Regions from separate parts of the Mus musculus genome. Here regions 1, 3 and 4 are each linked to region 2. The links are chromatin contacts, called in public HiChIP or PLAC-seq and promoter capture Hi-C maps. All regions are on one chromosome and are shown on one strand. The core of a region is the stretch at or near the end of the contact, and the rest is flanking DNA. Distances in the headings are between cores, read along the strand shown. Region 1 overlaps Nhej1 (non-homologous end joining factor 1). Region 2 holds the start of Wnt6 (wingless-type MMTV integration site family, member 6). Region 3 holds the start of Zfp142 (zinc finger protein 142). Region 4 holds the start of Cfap65 (cilia and flagella associated protein 65).

Region 1 (4,387 bases), core at 86-2,585, 250 kb before region 2:
GTAGTGGTGCCGGCCTTTGGTACCAGCACTGTGAATGCTGAGGCAGGCAAGTCTCTATGAGTTCAAAGACAGCCTTTTCTACAAAACAAGTTTAAGGACAGCCAGGGCTACATAAATAGAACTAAGGTACTAATTTACATAGTCATTGTTTTGTGTTAAGCCCACTAGGACATTTAAGGCTGAGGAGATATGATGGCTTGGCTCAGAGAAATTGGGTGAATCAAACTCTCATAAGTCACTGTGGGGTAGACCTCACCCTTTGACTTTCTAGTACAACTCTTTCCCTGCAGTCCTACATTATCTCTGAGACTCTGTCCTAATCAGATACATTCGATGAGAAGGCACTATTGTATCTCATTGTAAACCTGCCAGTTGAAGTGCAGGTTCTGAAGTGAAAGGAACATGGGTAAGCAGGAATTATTCCCACACAGAAGGTCAAGGAAAAATGTTAGACCTGGTGCAACATGGTATGAGCTGAAAGGGGGTTAGAAGGACTCCTCTATTCTGGAGAAGGGTCTGAGACACACTGAAATCTTCAGCTGTCAAATGCTTTACGTGGGGCTAAGAATACACTGGCCAGGTGGGATGAGAACAGAAATGGCGGTGGGCGCATATTTGGCAGCCATCTTCCAAGACCATCAATTCTTTTTTTTTTTTTTTAAGATTTATTTATTATTATATATAAGTACACTGTAGCTGTCTTCAGACACACCAGAAGAGGGCATCAGATCTCATTGCAGATGGTTGTGAGCCACCATGTGGTTGCTGGGATTTGAACTCGGGACCTTTGGAAGAGCAGTCAGTGCTCTTAACCGCTGAGCCATCTCTCCAGCCCAAGACCATGAATTCTTTAATCCCTAAACAAGTAAAGTGGAGGACCTGTAATGTAATCAGCCTGTAATCAGACAGGAGGGATGCCTCTCAGCATTTTTATCCTCACCTTGGGAACTGGAGTGATGGGTATTATCATCCAATTCAGTGGGAAACCTAGTCTGTAGGGAGAGTTCACATAAGAACTGTGTCCTGCCTTTGGGCAGAGAAGAGGATAGCCCTGTAGGGTCAGTAGATTCAAGCCTTCAGGACTAGACACTCTCTGTCCCGCTGTTTCCCAAGTGTCTCCTGGGGAGTGATTCAAGGCCAAGGTGACAGTGGGTTTGGAGCCCAGATGAAAGGATTTCAGGGACCACAAGACAAGATCCCTGTGTGGTGGCTGCTGGAAAGAGGAGGGAGTGTGTGGGGGTCAGTGACGCAATTGCCCTGGCTCACAGGCAAGGAGGAGGAGAAGGCTCGCAGTGTGTCTCCTTATAAAGAGGACTTCACCACATGAAGCAGGGGGTGAAGGTGATCCCACTGTGAGTCACCCAGGAAGGGACGCCGTGTGCCCGGAGCCCAGAAGGGAGGAGCTGTGGATTTCCCACTCTTCCTTCTATGATCTTGTGCGTAGTCTGGGTTGTTTCAGTCCGGCCAGTTACATTGCTCCTCTCCTGCCTCTAACCACCCCCAGGGACTATTCTTGATATGTCTGGGTTTTGAATCTGTCAATTTGTTCTTGAGTTCTAGTTGTTTTGTTTTATTTTGTTTTCTACTGAAATTTGGAATCTATTGATTTCAGGAAACCCAAACCATAACTAATTGTGTTTGTCTTTGAGAAGATGGCCTGGTGGCTCTTTGCCAAGCACAGTTCTGGCTCTCAGATTGTGTTTGCTTTTCTCCTTATCTTCAGCCAAGGCAGGTATCACATCCTGGACTGGAATCTGGAAGGATTCTAGGGTGCCCTGATCCAACTGCCCCTCACTTGATGCCAGCTAGAGTCTGTCCTTTATTGAGGTTTGGGACTGTAGAGAGCTCTGGGGAGTTTCCCTGTAATCAGCCAGCCACCATCCCCACACTGCCTTGTAATAAAGCAACTCTATATTTGTTCTGTTTATAGTCTCCTCTGTAATAATGCCATAGCCCTCACTTCTCTTTCTCTTTAGGGAGATTTTCTGGGTAATAGAAAATTCTGAAATGTTAAAAGAGGAATGTAGACTCAGAAGACATTTTTATCTAGACTGTCTTCCTCTGGGAAGGTGCCCAGGAAAGGCAGGCAGTCTCTGCCTTGAGGAAGCAGCATGCTGCGGTGAGCATGCATGTGCTCACACGAGTGTGCATGTGTATGCCTATGTGTTCATAGGTATATTGTGTATGTGCTATATGCACTTGCATACATGTATTCTGTGGCCTTGAGGATGTATTATGAAGACGGGCCCTGTGGGAGAAGCTCTGGGTATGTGCTGTGGCTGGGGCAGATTTGAGGTACAGCATCCTTGTGAAGAATGTGAGTGGTGTATGAAAGGGGTGAGCACAATAATGGGCAAGTTTAGGTCCAGAATAGACTCTATCAAAGCCATCCTTCCACTCATTCTTACAATGACACCCCTTTTCTCTGTCCCCTAGCCTTTTGGGGCCAAGGTCCAGTGATTTTGCTAGTGTTCCATATTCTTCTTGCCTTTCCTCACCTCACTTGCAGCTAGTCAGAGAGAAGCCAGAGACACACTGTTGAGGAAAGAGTCTGTGTTGTGAGTTGTGTTCATGCTGTTCCTTCCCCCACAGTGGAGGCTCTGCATTCAGATTTAACCTAGATGGCCGACACTGAGAACTGTTGTTGCCAAGTTATTACTAACAATTCTGATTTTGCCCATTTCCCTCTCCACACCCCCCCAGATTCTATAAATACTTTATTATATGGCACTAATAAAACTTCAAGTATTTCTTTTTATTAGAACCACATAATATGGTAATTGTATGACAGAACACAGCTCCCGTGAGTAGCCCCCACCTTCCTAGGTGTGGCCTCTCAGCACCTCAGCTTGGGTTAGGTCCACAGGCCCCTCTGTTCCCGAGTGTTTTGAAGGGGGCTGGGTTGGTGCTTTCAGACAGAGAGCTAAGGGGTCAAGGCCTTTGAGCAAGATCGGCCTAGAGGAGTGAAGAGATACTTTCTAAGTTTTCAGAGTAGTTTGTCCTGGTGTGAGGGTAGCAAGAATTTCTTCATTTAGCATTATGTCTAGCACAGAGGCTCCTTGACCTGCTTTTCCTTTTAGTAGGACTGGCATGTGGTGTAGAAATAGGCTTTGAACTTAGACCTGGGGAGAGGGTCAAGAGTTATTTGGTTATTTTTGATTCACAGTACTACTTTTAAAAAAGCCATTCTTCTTGATGTCTCCTGGCTCAAAATATGTAGATATGAGTATCTTACATCTGTACATATATAAAACCATATACTCGTGTACACACACATACACACATGTATATGTGTATGTGTATATGTGTGTGTATATATATGTGTGTGTGTATATATATATATATATATATATATATATATATATATATATATATGATTGAATTTGTGCATTGTGCATGCTGGCAAGTTCTCTGTCACTGAAATATACCTGTAGCTATGGGTATAGAGATTCACCATTTACATTTCTTACCTCTTCAGCCTAAGAATGTCTTTCTTCTTAAACCTGTCATTCTTCCCTTTGTCTGCTAATTCAGTTTGTGTATCTTTCATTCCTGTTAATATGTGACCTGCAAAGTCCATATTTTTGTTAACTGATTGGTTCTTTCCAACATGATGACTTTGAGCCTTGCCTGCTTCTCTGCTTTAGCAATTGAATTCCGTCAGTGTATTTGTACCAGTGCTTTCCCCCTGAGTTGTATGTGATTTAGCTTCTATGTCCTCACTTGCAAAGCATGAGAATGGGGATTCTTGCCTGGGTAGCAGCTAACAGAGCCTCCAGTGCCAGGCATGTGAGGCACATGTTTAGTCTTTTCTTAATTGCCCACGTGCCCATGTTTGCATAGAGGCAAACCCCTAAACTGGCCCTACTGTCCGCCCACTGCTCCCCATGGGATGTATGGGCATATGCTTATTCCACCTTTCTGGCCTAGCCAAGGTTAATATTAGACCTTCTAGCTGGGCAGTTATTCCCGAAAGCCACAGGGCGTTGTTAATATTCATGTGACCGCAGGGACCCATCAATATTCATGAGGTATCTGCAGTCTTCCTTCAGGCTCTTAGCTTGGAGAAAACAAGAATGATTAGAGTTTCTAGAATTTAAAACTAACCCTATTTCCTAGAGTCTTTTGAGGAGGAGGCAAACCTTAAGAGTAAATGTCTGGGCCAAGAGTAAGAGAAGTTTTCATGCCAGTATCCTGAACTGGTCTGACAACTTAGTGGAGTTGTACTGGACTGCTGATGTTAATGTTATTGTCCTTACCCAGCATTTACTGAATACTACTGTGCTTAGATTTCTTGAGCACAGGCACTGGAATAGGGAATAGGAAGCTAGAATCTCGGTGTGTATGTGTCTATATGTGTTTGTGTGTACACGTGAACATACATATG
Region 2 (4,244 bases), core at 1,197-3,696:
GCTGTGGCCATGAAGGCCCCTGTGTTCTCCCACACCTGCCCTCCTCACCTCCTCCCCCACTCCCAGATTCGAAGCCTCAGGGTCAGTCTCCGGAGGGCCCAGGCCCCTCTGCCGTTGGCTTGGCTCCCACCCAGCAGTCCTTCCTGAACAAAGGGATCTTCACAGATACAAATCCAGAAAGCAACACTCCATAAACCTGTGTCCAGCACCTAGACTAACCGGGGCTTCTAGGGCTCTCCAGACAAAGGCTTTGCCTTCCAGGAACAGGGCAAAAACATTCCAGAGAAGACAATTGTCAGTAAAGTGCGGTAAATGCATAGTTGCTTAGGGCATAATGGGAGCCTCAAGGACAGGGTGGTGGTGGTGGGGAGAATGACAGCTTCATGGAGGAAGTGGGATTTTAATTGTAAGAAAGAACAATTTAGACCAATGGGGGAGGAAGAACGAGAGAGAAAGGATAGCACTGTCCTACATATTGAAAAGGGGCAAAATTATGAAAGGTGTGTAAGTGGGAGGAGAGAGAGCGAGCGAGCTCACGGCCAAACATTACTTTATTTTTATTTTTTACTCTTTATTTTGAATTGAAAGTAACCCCACTTTTCATCCTAAGGAGACCTGGGAGATGAGAGGCTGGACTGGGAAGAGGGCTCCTAATGTCAGATCATTTTATAGATCTTCCCCCACAGCCCTCCTGGCAAGCCTGCCACATAGGGAGATTGTTCTTTAAAAGCTGAGAGTTTGTAGGTCAAGGTGGGAAAATGATTCACCCAAGACCACAGATTAAACTGGGATTAGATACATCTGTCAAAACTGCTAAATACTGCGTTGCAGCAAGAACTCAAGGCGCATGTTTCCTAACCCGAACCTGGATCTTGTATTAGCCCTCTCACTGACACCCACGAGGATGTCTTTCCCGCGTCGCGGAAGGATAGCGGCCAGCAGCTTCCTGTGTGGGCATAGTACTCAATCTCTGTTGAAGAGAGGGATGGGCCTGCCCCACCCCTGGGTCCAAAGCCGCGAAGGCGGGTGAGAGGGCTGAGAGGGTAGAAATTCAGCCAATGGCGGGGCTATATGCAAATGTAGAAGTCCTTGCTTTCTTAGGGTTGGCTAATCTATCAGCACTCTTGCCCAAATCCCTCCTCCTCCTCTCTGAACACTGAACTATTCCGGGCGGGTGTTTGTGGCTCTAAAAAACTAAGAGGAAAAAAGTCTTGAAGATTTGGATCTGAGTTGTCCTGGCGCCCCCCACCCCCGCTGCCCCTCCTCTGTCCTTCCCCTCAAGGCTCAAAGCTTTGGAAACCCTCGAAGTCTAGGTGTCTGCTCTGGCTAAATCCCAGAGTTCGGATCTGAGAATTTACCCCATCTCTCGGCTGGCCAGGCTCCTACTGGCTTCATCAGATCGCTCTCAAGAGTTCCTACACCTCCTCCGCTACACATTAAAAAAAAAAAAAAAATTCCTTACTTCCCAGTTCTGGAAGAGAGGGCCTCCGGGATCTCCCCTCTGTCTTTCTTACTCGCTATGGGAAAAGCAGAGAAGTCAGAGTCCTGACTCAGTTTCCCCATTTGCATTCCCTATTCCTGTACTACTGCCAATGCTGAAGGGGCCAGCAATGGTGAGGTGGTAGGCAATGAGGCGCGGGCAAGAGGCAGCCGTTTGACTCTCTCTGTCTTAGAGCTTTCCACCTTGTTCCTGTCTGTTCCCCAAATCTAGCTCGAGGGCCCTTCTCGCCCGTCCCCACCCCTCCTCACCCCGTTCTCACCCAATCTCTCACTATGGATTTCATGATGTCCAACAGCTCTTCCCTACCTATCTGCCAACTCCTTGATGATGCGAATTGGACACATTTCTTTGGGGGAAGGAAGACTATACGGGAAGAAAACACAATAGAGTATCCAGGGGTACAGAACGTCAAAGTGGCACTTCAGAAGTGCTCGGGCAGAGACCCGAAAGGAACTGTCTGCGAGGGTCCCGGTGCAACCTCCCGATAGCTGGGATCCTGGAGCGGGTAGAGCCTGAAGGCAGCAGGATCGCTGTGCCAAGTCCCAAGACTGGCTCTGGGTCCCCACCCTCTGGTGTTTGGAGCTGCGCGGGAGACAGTCCCACTCAGCACTCACCACCACAGTCCATCGACGTGCGCGGGGCACAAGAGCAGCAGCAGCAGTCCGAGGCGGGAGGGCACCGGCGGCAGCATCCTGAGAGCTCTACCGCAGTCTGGCCGGGGAGGCGGCTGGGGGTGGGGAGTGAAGCTGCGGGGTGAGCCGGGGCGCGCGGGCACCGGGCTTCAGGGCAAACGCGGCGACCGAGGCGGCGGCCCGGAGACTAGGGCTCCGGCGGCGGTGGCGGCGGGGGGGCCCATCCCGGGCGAGGAGGGCGCGGCGGAGGCGGAGAGCGGACCCAGCAGCCAGCGCCTGTGTCTCCTGCGGAGCTCGCTGGAGAGAAGAAATCAGAGCCGGGGGCGGGGGTGGGAGGGGAGCGGGGCCGAAGCGTGGGCGGGGGAGGGGGACAGGGGGGCCACGGGGGTGGCAGTTGCGACAGTCAGGCGGCGGGACTCTTGGGAGGGAGCCGTGCGCCCCGGGGCGGCGGGCGCAGAGCGCAGCGGAGGGCGGGTGCTGGGGCGGGGCCGCGCGCTCACGGGTGCGGGTCCCGCCCGCCTGCCCCTCTCCTAGCCTCTGCGGGGTTGTCCCCTGCCATCCCTGGACCTGGGGCATGGAGGGGCGGGATGAATAGTCGAGAAGGGTAAGGGGGGGAGGGAGGAAGAACTGGGGAAGGGGGACTGGCTGGGAGACGTTTGACAGGTTTGTTGACTGTAAAGAGAGAAAACTTCCCAGGAATGAGGGAGTTTGGGGGGAGGGAACAGTACGTAGGGATATACAGATGGGGGCCAGGGAGGAAGTCGGCCGGGGGCGCAGGATGCTCGGTAGAAGGCTGTCCAACTGGATCGCCAGCCCAACGAACTTAGGAGGCGTTACCAACTCCCGCGTCTTTTGCCCCTTCTTCAGCCTCTGTCCCAGCAAGGGAACGAGCCCGAGGCCTGGGTTCTAGCTCCCTAGCCTTGCAGCCGCAGCCAGCCGATGTTGGGGGCGGACAGTGTGGGGGAGATAAGACAGCAAGTGGAACCTCTCCAGGGCCTGCGCTCCAGTATTCGCTACTCATAAACGTGGCGGAGGGCCGAGGTTGCTGACTTCCAAGAGAAGAGGGGTCAGCGCTGGCTGTGGTCAGGTCTCACTTGTCCGCGGGTTCCTGGAGCCTCAAGTTCCTCCCCCAACTTGGCCAGGGCAGAAGGGGTGGGAGAGCCAGCTGCAGGTGAGATGGCGTTTATCTGATTCTCTAATGCCACAAAAATGTCTTTGATGCCCCTGACCCCCTCCCCACGGGGGGAGATCAAAGGCCTCGTGGGGAGGAGGGACAGCTCCATTCATCAAGCCAAGCGGCTGGCAGCGGGCGGCAGCCTCTGCTGCTCTGGCCTGGGGCAGAGGCCCCCCGACGTGCCCCAGGAGTGCAGAGGGACAGGTGGTGCGGACATTCCGAAGCAGGAGCCAATTTCCCCGCCACCGCTATCTAGAGGGCCCATCAACCTTAAACAGGGGACCTTAAGCCCACGTGGCAGAAATTTCACACCAGAGGGGAAAGTTCCTTGTCGTTTGGGGTGGGGAGGAATTTAGAAGTGGAAACGGAGAACAGTGCCAAGATAGACAAACACCGCTGGTGAGCAAAGAGGAGGGCCGGTCCAGAGAGTCGTCCAGAGAGTGGGGCAAATGGGCAAAGATGAGACTGGGGGACCAGAAAGAAGGCAGGAGAAGGCCACAGATGCCTACATCAGGAGGGGGAGCAGATCTGAGGAAAGAAGATGAATAGCAGGGAGAAGGGATGGAAAAACCGGAGCCTAGACACAAACAAATAAGGCCTTGGGTTTTCTGGGAGTCCTAATGAGGATTCTGGGTGTCAAAGGTCCTGAATAAGGAGATTTGCAGAGTGTGAGGCCCTCTGGGGAAGGAAAGGAGCAGAGAGAGGAGACAGCGCTCAGCCAGACACTGGACCAACCTACGTTTCTTCCTTTCTCATGCACTGCACCGCTCCAGCACATAGCAATTTTGTACACAGCCTTTCATACTAGTACTAGTGCCAAGCACTGTGGACACCACCACACCCGTGGGCATAGCTCATTCAAGGATATACCAGGCCGAGTGAATACTGGGGCTAGAGTTGGTGCCAACCTGGCAGCTAGGAGGTGTATGGTGTCTCC
Region 3 (4,503 bases), core at 105-2,604, 180 kb after region 2:
GAGTAGGAATGGTGTTGGAATGCCACAGCAAACACCCCAGGCTCTTCAATCCATTTTGCTCTTCAGTTAGACCTTTTGCCAGAAGGCCATTTTGGAGAGTTTCTCAATTCCAAAAAGCAATGTACCCAGCTCCACATCAGGATACTAGAAAGGCAAGACTCTGGTCCCTGGCAAGAGCTAGACAGAAGGGTCCCCACTGAATGGAATCGGCAAAGGTGATTTTTCCATTGCTCTGTCAATGACCACATGCCTTACCATCAGAAATGTCTTTCAAATATCCTCTCCCTTACACCCCGTTCCTAATGTCCTGTACAGACATTTATTACTTCTCACCTAAACTATTTCTTGCAAGTTATTTTGGTTCTTGAGGTGATATTTGAATGGACCTTCAGCACCTGCATCATCCAAACCCACCAATCCCAGACACGCTACAATTCTGTCACTTGTATTCCAGCACCCTTGGTGCCTTGCTCCCATTGGGTTCAAATACCACAGCCGGATACGCAGGGATGCCTACATTAGAATGCGTACCTTTACTAGCAAATCACTACCTACTTCTAGCTCTCTCAGTTCTGTTGGTACCGAATGACCCCCACCCCTTTATTCTAGGCATTCTTTTTCATTGAGATCATATAGTCTACTTCTTCCACGGAGCCTTTTTCTTTTTCTTTTTTTTTTTTTTTGGAGCCTTTTTCAAATTCAACCCAATTAAGATGTGACTAAGCCTAACTTAAGACAATGCCTAAGGGGACAAAATGGCAATTATTTCCAGAACACCTCTCCTTGCAACACTTCTCCACTGCCACTCCTCTGCCTGGCACACCGGCCCACTGGTGAATTGACAGCCGTGACCTCCGCTAAGGCTCGGAGCTGTGATCCAGAATTCCAAAGCACCTTTGCATGGAGAGCCGCTGACGAAGATCTCCTGGCCCCCGGCTCCCGAACCCTGACACACAGCAGCTGACTCCCGGACACCCTATACACAGACCTGCTCGCGCTTCCAGGAACGTGGGAGAGAGAAATCTGTCACTCCGCCCCCTTCCCTCCATGACTCTCTGGCCCTCACACTCGATGGTTTCGCCGGGCCTACGAAGAGGCAGCGCCGCTAGTCCCGCCCCGGACTGCTGCATCTACTTCCGGCCACACCCACCACGGAGTCCTTGCCACTCTTCCCTGCAATTCTCGATGGTTCCGCTTTGGGGCTTCAGAAGGGGGGTACTCAAGGACATAGAGGGGAAACCATAGAGTAGCACGGGCCTTGAAGAGAGACAGAGTGGCTGCCACACGTCAGATTCCTAGAGGCGCCTGGGCCGGGGGCGGCCACATCAAAGGCCCCCGAGGAGCCACTCCAGTCCCAGTCGGACCATAGAGATGCAGCTCCCGCCAGCCCACGGGTAGGAGGTGAGAGAGCGGCTGTCGGCGGGAACCAGGGGAAGTGCGGGCGCTGTGAGCTGAAGGTAAAAGTTTCTCTAGCTCCAGCTTGAGTGGGCCCTGGAGGTGGAGCCCGCGGGAGGAGGTGCTGCGGGGAGCGCGCCGGTGAGAGGGGCGCGGGCGCATCTCTGCTGGACTCGGGCGTCTCAGTCGCGTCACAGCTCCGGGCCCCGCCCGGGTATCCGCTGCCTCTCCTCAGGACCAGAACCGTGACGATGCATCATCCCAAGCCTTGCAGGTTCCAAAACGCCTTTCTCCTCCGCTGTATCTCGTGACTTGGCTGTCGCCCCACAGTGTAAAAGCTGTCGTCGCCGCCGCCTCCACTTTACAGACAGGAAAGCTGAGGTCCTGAGAAGCGAGGCAAGTGCATCGACTCAAGGCTACACGGTGAGTCAAAGCCCAGAGGCGCGTGGGAACTGAGGTGCCTACGCAGGGTTGCCTTGTTCCCCAGGCTTCGGTATCCCTTGCTTCTCCAGTCTCAAAAGCACGTTACTTCTTTCTGGCTCTCTCCTACCTCCTCCCCCGCATCTTCCTGAGGCCATGTGATGGGCTGGAAGACCGCCTAGAGCAGCAATAATTAGTAGTCCGTGGGGGCTGTGATTTCCAAAAAGCCTCGCTGACCACGGAAGTGCACTTCCCTGCCTCCTTCTTGAATTGCTGTCTGTTCCTGCTGTTATGCTTTTTAAAGACATATTTGTTTATTTTATGTATGTGAGTACACGGTTGCTTTCTTCAGACACAGGAGAAAGGGCATCGGATCCTATTAACAGATAGTTGCGAGCCACCATGTGGTTGCTGGGAATTGAACCCAGGACCTCTGGAAGAGCAGTCAGTGCTCTTCATCACTGCGCCATCCCTACAGCCCTCGTGCTGTTTTTACGTGGAGGGATTCTGTAGAATGAGAACTAGCCACTCTCACCTGGCACATACTCAGTGACCCAGTTTTGTTTGAAACAGGGCCTCACTGTTTAGCTCTGTCCTGGAACTCACTATGTAGACCAGGCTGGCCTCAAATTCACAGATACCTGCCTGCCTTTGCCTCCTGAGTCCTGGAAGTTTAAAAAGATTATCTCATTTATTTCAGTCGAGTTGAACAGGACATGCAGTTTAATACCTTTGTTTCTCAGTTGTGTTCCCACTGGAGGCTTTAGTAAGTTAGTGAATTGGAAATTTACCTTGTATTTGAGGAACCACTGGCTTGATACCTTAGTTTAAAAGATCTGGGTTTACTGCAACTCAGCTGGTCCACTAGAATTTCCATTTTGTCTAACTTACCTAGCTTGTTGATGCTTAGGGTCCAGTGAAGTGAAAAATGCCAATAAACTCCTCAAAGCTCCACATTCAGTATTGGGATAGATCATTTGTACAGTGCTTGCCTGGCATGCACAAAGCCCTGGGTTTGATCCCTAACAACACATTTTTTAAAAAGTGTGAGACTAGAGAAATGGCTCAGTGGTTAAGAGTAAATGCTGCTCTTTCTGAGAGCCTGAGTTCAGTTTTCAGCCCCCCAAATCAGGTGTCTGACAAGCACCCCAGCTTCAGGGAGTCCACCACCATTTTCTGGACAGCTGAACTATACATCTAGGAAGGGAGATTGATAGAGAAACAACAGCACAGTGTGGTTTCTGACAGAACTACATACAAAGGCTTTCAGGACAACAGAAAAGAGAAAATTAAGAATGTTAGGACACACTCATAGCAGAAATGTTTGTTTTCTTAAGGAGTATCTGACTAGCTAGACAAGAGATTTTGATGGGTTGAATGGGAGGGGTGAGAAAGTAGAAGGGTCTGTAAGCAAAAAAGTGAGTCAGAGAATGGCAGATCATCAGGTTAGGAGGGCAGAGTGGGAGGGATGCCTGGGGAGGTAGGTCAATGAGGACCATAAGTGAAGGAATCGTATCATATCTATACTGAGGAATAATGAGACCATCGAGTAGTAAGAGAGAGAGCCTTTGACCCCACTCAGTTTTGTTGCCAGGGTTACTTTGCAGGAACCAGAACCTGTAATCTTTAATTTAGTCAGCCTCAGCTTGTTGGTTCTCTACTAATTCTGACTTTTAATCTCATATTTTTGTATTGAATGTTGTTTTGAAAATGTTTAGAATAATAAAGTGTGGCATGTTGCTATAGAAGGAAATGATTAAATGTGTGGGCCAGCTTAAGAGAAATTAAGAGTTCTAACTGTGTGTGTGTATATATATATATATATATATATGTACATATAGCTTTTTTTTTTTTTTTCTGGTTTGTCAGCATTTAGGAGACCACAGCACACAAATCAGTGATAATGACAGACCCTGTGTTGGCATCCCAGCTGGCTAATGGCACTGGGGAGATGGATGGACTGTGCTCTGAACTATTGTTGATTCCCCCACCTCTCTCAAACCATGGAATCCTGGGCCCTGTCCAGAATACCTGTGCTTCTGGGGAGCTTGCACCTTTGCCTGCTGACCCAGGCTGCCTGCTGGTAGAGGCCACAGCTACTGAAGAGGGTCCAGGGAACATGGAGATCATTGTGGAAGCAGTAACTGGAACTCTGTCCCCAGGAGCTCCTGAAGAGACCTCAGGTACAAACATAGTTGCTACCAGGCCAGTGGGACACCGCCTTGAGTTTTTTCATCTGTGCTATTTTTGGTCCTTGTCTTTGAATGTGATGAGAACACAAGGTAGCATGCTATTTTTACACCCTGAGATGCTATAATTTGGTTTGCAGTTGGTGCATGTTGATGGAAGGCTGGCAAGGTACATACAGCCTTGTAACAAACTTGGCAAAGTTTATCCCAAAAGAGTTTTGTGTCTGCTGGGCAGTAATCCAGAACAAGAAACCTTTTTGACACCCCTGCCAGTTTGGCTTGTCCTTGCTCTTACAGTCCTTGGGGAGGCTTTCTTCTGTACTGACCCTAAGCCAGCCAAGGGTTAGGCCAGAGGCCCAGCCTCTTCAACCATCCTGAGTTTGGCAAGGCTTTCCAGAAGAAAGTGCTGTTTCCTTGCTCAAGTCTCCTGTGTATGTATAGCATACACCCAGGGCATGCTGTTAAGAGGGAGGGCATATTATTTAATCCAGTAGGAAGT
Region 4 (4,707 bases), core at 1,218-3,717, 160 kb before region 2:
CAGAGAGGCTGAGGCTGGTAGAAGGAACACAGAAAGCTACACGGCTTATGTATAGAGATCAGAGGGGGAATGTGTTCGTTCATCCCTTTTCATGTGCTTAATCAATGAAACACTGCATTTTGGAAATTAATCAATAAAGCCTTCATGTTGAAGGCCTATAGCCCTAGAGGCTGGGGCAGGGGGATTTCAAGTATGAGGCCAGCCTGGTCTATAAAATGAGGACCTGTGTCAACAGATAAACAAAAGAGAAGAAATTATCCACAACAAATAGATAAGGGAATCAAGGGTCAGAGAGATCGTGACTTTTTCAAAGCCTTACAGCCAGAAATTAACAAAGGTTAATCCCAGGCCTGTCTGGTTCCAGTCTGAAATCTTCTCTATTCCAGGGGAAGCTGATGAGAAGATACAGGAAGATACAGGAAGGAAACAGGATATTGTGTATGCAGTAAAGCCCAAATTGCTAACTGTGTGCTTTGTCCCCCAGCCCCAGGCCTCAGACAGAGAGCTCAGGTCTCTCATCTATCCTTACTTTTTCCAATACTTTGGTCCTTATAATTTTCCTGAATCATTCACTTTCATTCACAGCCTTGAAACAAATGGCGTTTGTGTCTGTGGGCCTAAAGAGGACATGACCACTCAGATCCAATGCCTAGCATCTTCTAAGCTATCTCAGCTACTGAGAAGGGGACTTCCAAGGCAAGTCCATTGTCTGCTTCCCTCTCCTCACACCCAGCACCCAACCAAGCCTTCCTGGGTACTCAACTTCCTGAGCAAAGTCCAGTATGTGGGGGCCTCTCCTTAGGAGTCCTCACATCAGCTGAAGTTACTGCTCAGAGCTGCCAGTTATAATTCCAGAGAAGCGCAGACCACAGCACCTGATAACAAAAGAAACTGTCCTTCCACTGTCCTAACCCAGAACTCACCAATATATAATCAAAAGATGCTGGGAAGAGGTTCCTCAGGAGAGGAGACCAAAGAACACATGGCTCAAAAAATCTGACTTCTTTATCATCAGTTTTTTCTTATTGGGTTCTCTGAGGTCCCCCCCCAAATCCTGCATAAGTATTCTCAATTTTTTTTGGCATAAGTATGAAAAGGAAAATTTTGTTTATTCATTTCTATTCATCATTTCATCATTCATTATTCCATTACATTCATTATCATTCATTCACTTATTGTCATTTATACCCCCCACTTTTTTTGTCCATAAGGTCCAGCTGAGTCAGACTGATTAAAAAAAAAAAAAGAAGAACTTGAAGAAAAACAAAAAAAGGGAGAAATCATTACAGGAGCTCCAAATAGCATCAACGTCATCACGTTCAAAGTACAGCCTTCAGATTCTGAGAAACCAGCGAGACACTCACTGAGTTCCACGTTCCTTAATCCCCAAAGAATTCCAGGCTTAGTTGGGCTGGCATGACTTAACCGACCTCCTGGACCTCCCTTGCAGCAGCCCTGCCCTCCCCCGCTCATGTGATCCCTCAAGCCAACTCAGGTCACTTTGTCACCTCAGTCCATCGCCTACCTCCCACAAGTGAACCCCAATCCTCCAAACTGCTCGTTTATTTTCTGGGTTTGCTTCCAGCTCTCTGAGCTCTCCCTCTATAACCACACCACACCCCTTTCATTCTGAGGAGGAATGGGTTCACTGTTCAGGCAGTAAAACTCTTTAATTGCCGAAGAATGAACTTTGAGATTCTTGGCTTTTTCTACGTCGCCTTCATCCAATGATACCTTTCTCACAGCGTGCACACCAGTGCACAGACAAAAAAGAATTTCTTCATACATTAACTTTTGTCTCTCTTCAAACAAGTTAATTTTCTTTGGTCTCAGACCAAAAGATATCTGGAAGAAAATGCCAAAGGTGTTCTCTTTCGGCAGCAGAAGGAGCACATTTATAAATCCTATGCAGTAAGAAATAACCAGAGGCTGTTTTCAATGAACCATCATGATCATAGGGAATGAGGCTCTGAGTCTAGATCAGTCTACTTCAAGAGATTAGGAATGACTCCCATTCAGGCAATCTATGATTTTTGAGCCCAACAGTAATCTATGAATAAGGTGGTCAAATAAAGTAATTGCCAGGACACCATGAAAATTGGGGGAACCATGTTTACCTTGTCTGGAATGGAAAAAGACCACAGTTGGTACTACAGCAGGGAAAATCTTGGATTCAATACTTAACATAGGGAGATTAAATTTGAGCAGGCATTGACTGGGTGTGTAGCTTAGTGATGATCAAAGCTTTAATTCTTAGCACAAAAAGAAAAAAATATATAAAGAAAGTTAAAGAAAAAAGAAGAAAAAGGAAAGGAAAGAAGAAAAAAGAGAGAAAATAAAGGAAAAGAAATGAAATGAAGAGAAAAACAAAACAAAAAGAAACGGACTCATTCGCTTTCTCTGAACCTTGGCTCTTTTGGGTTGCCGTCGTTGCCATGGGATACCAAAAGACGCTGTGTCCCGAGCGTCCTGTATCTACGGAGACGTTAGCACAGCGTTTGCATGAGTTCTAAACGTTGGAGGCCAGCGAGAGGAACAAGGAACGGTATCTGTACTAAAAACCCCTTTTACAGGAAATCGTGGCGGGTCTTCAGAAAGTCCTTTCGTTGTGGGCGAGATTAATTAGATGCGGGGGCCAGGAGACCCTGAGAAGCCCCATAAGTACATTTTGTTCCCTTCGTTTTAAGGCTTCCTTCCTCAGCTCTACTTGACCACTCCTTACCCTCACCCCTACTCCCGGTTTTTTCACCTGTCGTTTGTAAAATTTTAAGATCAGAAATTAGGCAAATAAAAGAAACTGATAAAATACCCCCACCCCCGAAACTAGAAAATTGGTTTAAAACAAGCCCCCCCCAAACACACACACACACACACACACACACACACACACACACACACACACACACACACACACAACTGCACGTTTTTTCACAGCAAAATGTTGCAAATGACCTTCTCTGTTCCCGGAAAGGCTCCATGCTTCCTGCCTTAAGTCCCGGCTGGACCACTTTTCTACCTTATTTTGTCTCTTCTCTAGCCTTTCAGAGATAGATTGGTGTATTGAGTGGGGACTTTTTCAGAGAGGCAAGGCAGACTGTCTGTTGAATCCCCTGATGTCTGAGAGATCAGGGACTAGGGACAGGACCTAAAGCTATCCAAGGACAGAAAAGTAACAGCTCTCCTCCCCACCCGCAGCTTGCATTTCTTGGGTTCTGTCTGAACACCCACTTTACATTTGGAGGTAGGAAGCTTGTTTTGTACAAGTACCTGCTGTATCAGACCTGTTTGGTAAATGCTCTGTGAGGGAATGCATGGGATGAGGACAGTAACTTGAAATGGTTTCCTCCAGTGTTAGAGAACCTTCTAGGAACAAATGAGCCAACAGAGGGTTTCTCTGGCTGGTGGAGAGAGAATGAGATTGTCTTTGGGAAATGTGTAAACTGCTAAAGGTAATCATGAGATTGTTACATTATAACATGGGGACCTTAATTAACCACCAACTTGAAGAAGGAGATGTTTTAGGTTAAATTAAAAGCAAGTCATGGCCAATCATGATGGTTCATGTCTTTAATCCCAGCGCTTGGAAGACAGAGGCAAGTGGATCTCAGAGTTTGAGACTAACCTAGTCTGTAGATCTAGTTCCAGGACAGCCAGGGCTACACAGAGAAACCTTGTCTCAAAAGAAAAACAAGGAAAAGAAGGCAAATCACATGTAACGATAAACAACTGTAGGGATTAAAATATCTGTTGAAAACCTCACAATACTGTCTGGATTGTTAGTCAAATTGATACTATTTGGGATATGGACAATCTTACTTAAAGAAGTGAAAAAAAATACTAAACAATGTGAAATATAGAAATAAGTTCAAAAATAAGTATTACAGCTTTGCTGTCCAGTGTAGTAGCTACTAGGCAACTTTAACTATTGAGCACTTGAAATCTGGGTGGTCTGAATTGAGATAAACTGTGAATATAAGATGTGCTGGACTGGAGAGAAAATTCAGTGCTTAAGATATTCATTCTCAGCATACACATATTGGGTGACTCACAACTGCCTCTAACTCTAGAGCCAGGGAATCAAATACCCCCTCTGGCTTCCACCAGTACCACCTGCATGTGGCAAACACACACACACACACACACACACACACACACACACACACACACACACATACACACACACACACACACACACACACACACATGCACGCACAAATAAAAATTTAAATTAAAAAGAATTAGATGCACTGCTGGGTGTGGTGGTGCACACCTTTAATCCCAGCACTTGGGAGGCAGAGGCAATGGGATCTCTGAGAGTTCAAGTCCAGCCGAAGCTACTTAGTGAGGCTATGTCTAAAAACAAACAAAGTCAAACAAACCAACCAAATAGCAAGTTGAACAGACTGTGGAGAACAAGCCAGTAAGCAGTGTTCCTCTACTGTTCCTGCCTCCAGGTCCCTGTCTTCAATTCCTGCCCTGACTTTCCCGAGAGTTGTAAGAGAAGATTAACCCTTTGCTCTTCCAAGTTGCTTTTGGTCATAGTGTCTGTGACAGCAATAGAAAGCAAACTAAAACACGTGTAGTCATGGAAGAAAAGGGCTACACCAGCCTTATTCCAAAATCCCTCCTCCATGTGGTTTCTGGAGTGGTACTTTAGGCCACTGAGCAAAGCTCTGGGCCTTTTGTTCAGCCTCGTGCCTCAAGGCG

The links. Promoter capture Hi-C pulls out the DNA fragments that hold promoters and counts their contacts. HiChIP or PLAC-seq counts read pairs in DNA pulled down with a chosen protein or histone mark. Capture Hi-C pulls out chosen DNA fragments and counts their contacts.
Region 1: an HNF4G HiChIP or PLAC-seq map of pancreatic cancer cells shows a contact between it and region 2. The contact joins the enhancer-like site here to the promoter of Wnt6 in region 2. A contact is called at or near these places in 3 of 39 promoter capture datasets (cranial neural crest, pre-B cells and stem cell-derived epiblast-like cells), 1 of 15 datasets of contacts at CTCF or cohesin (embryonic stem cells), 15 of 484 Hi-C or Micro-C datasets (the N1E-115 cell line, cerebral cortex, cortical neurons and 4 more) and 4 of 115 datasets of contacts at active chromatin or transcription factors (embryonic forebrain, embryonic stem cells and pancreatic cancer cells).
Region 3: a promoter capture Hi-C map of adipose tissue shows a contact between it and region 2. The contact joins the promoter of Zfp142 here to the promoter of Wnt6 in region 2. A contact is called at or near these places in 14 of 39 promoter capture datasets (the 3T3-L1 cell line, 3T3-L1-derived adipocytes, the C10 cell line and 9 more), 1 of 15 datasets of contacts at CTCF or cohesin (the NIH/3T3 cell line), 25 of 484 Hi-C or Micro-C datasets (the C2C12 cell line, Sertoli cells, adipose-derived mesenchymal stem cells and 18 more), 7 of 115 datasets of contacts at active chromatin or transcription factors (the 230-238 cell line, the SCID.adh cell line, astrocytes and 4 more) and 4 of 9 other capture datasets (adipose tissue, liver, macrophages and 1 more).
Region 4: a promoter capture Hi-C map of embryonic stem cells shows a contact between it and region 2. The contact joins the promoter of Cfap65 here to the promoter of Wnt6 in region 2. A contact is called at or near these places in 11 of 39 promoter capture datasets (the 3T3-L1 cell line, the C10 cell line, the HPC-7 cell line and 6 more), 5 of 484 Hi-C or Micro-C datasets (LSK cells, embryonic stem cells and stem cell-derived neural progenitor cells), 4 of 115 datasets of contacts at active chromatin or transcription factors (all in embryonic stem cells) and 1 of 9 other capture datasets (embryonic stem cells).

The regions. Positions count from the first base shown.
Region 1 is chr1:75,021,944-75,026,330 of GRCm38.p6, reverse strand. All of the region lies in intron 6 of Nhej1 (non-homologous end joining factor 1), which reads left to right. Among named protein-coding and RNA genes, the nearest start is that of Ihh, 72 kb to the right of the region's middle. Within about 2 kb of position 1,335, at least 50 of the 459 cell types and tissues checked have an H3K27ac peak or open chromatin away from gene starts, as enhancers often do. A contact at or near this core is called in the N1E-115 cell line and pancreatic cancer cells, where this site is marked.
Region 2 is chr1:74,770,094-74,774,337 of GRCm38.p6, reverse strand. Wnt6 (wingless-type MMTV integration site family, member 6) reads right to left here and starts at 2,446. Exons shown (of 4, transcript NM_009526.3): 1 at 2,116-2,446. The coding sequence starts at 2,192.
Region 3 is chr1:74,584,879-74,589,381 of GRCm38.p6, reverse strand. It overlaps Zfp142 (zinc finger protein 142), which reads left to right and starts at 1,354. Exons shown (of 9, transcript NM_001310668.1): 1 at 1,354-1,818; 2 at 3,685-3,998. The coding sequence starts at 3,719. Bcs1l (BCS1-like (yeast)) reads right to left here and starts at 1,093. Exons shown (of 8, transcript NM_001305652.1): 1 at 989-1,093.
Region 4 is chr1:74,933,359-74,938,065 of GRCm38.p6, reverse strand. Cfap65 (cilia and flagella associated protein 65) reads left to right here and starts at 2,467. Exons shown (of 33, transcript NM_001039495.1): 1 at 2,467-2,545.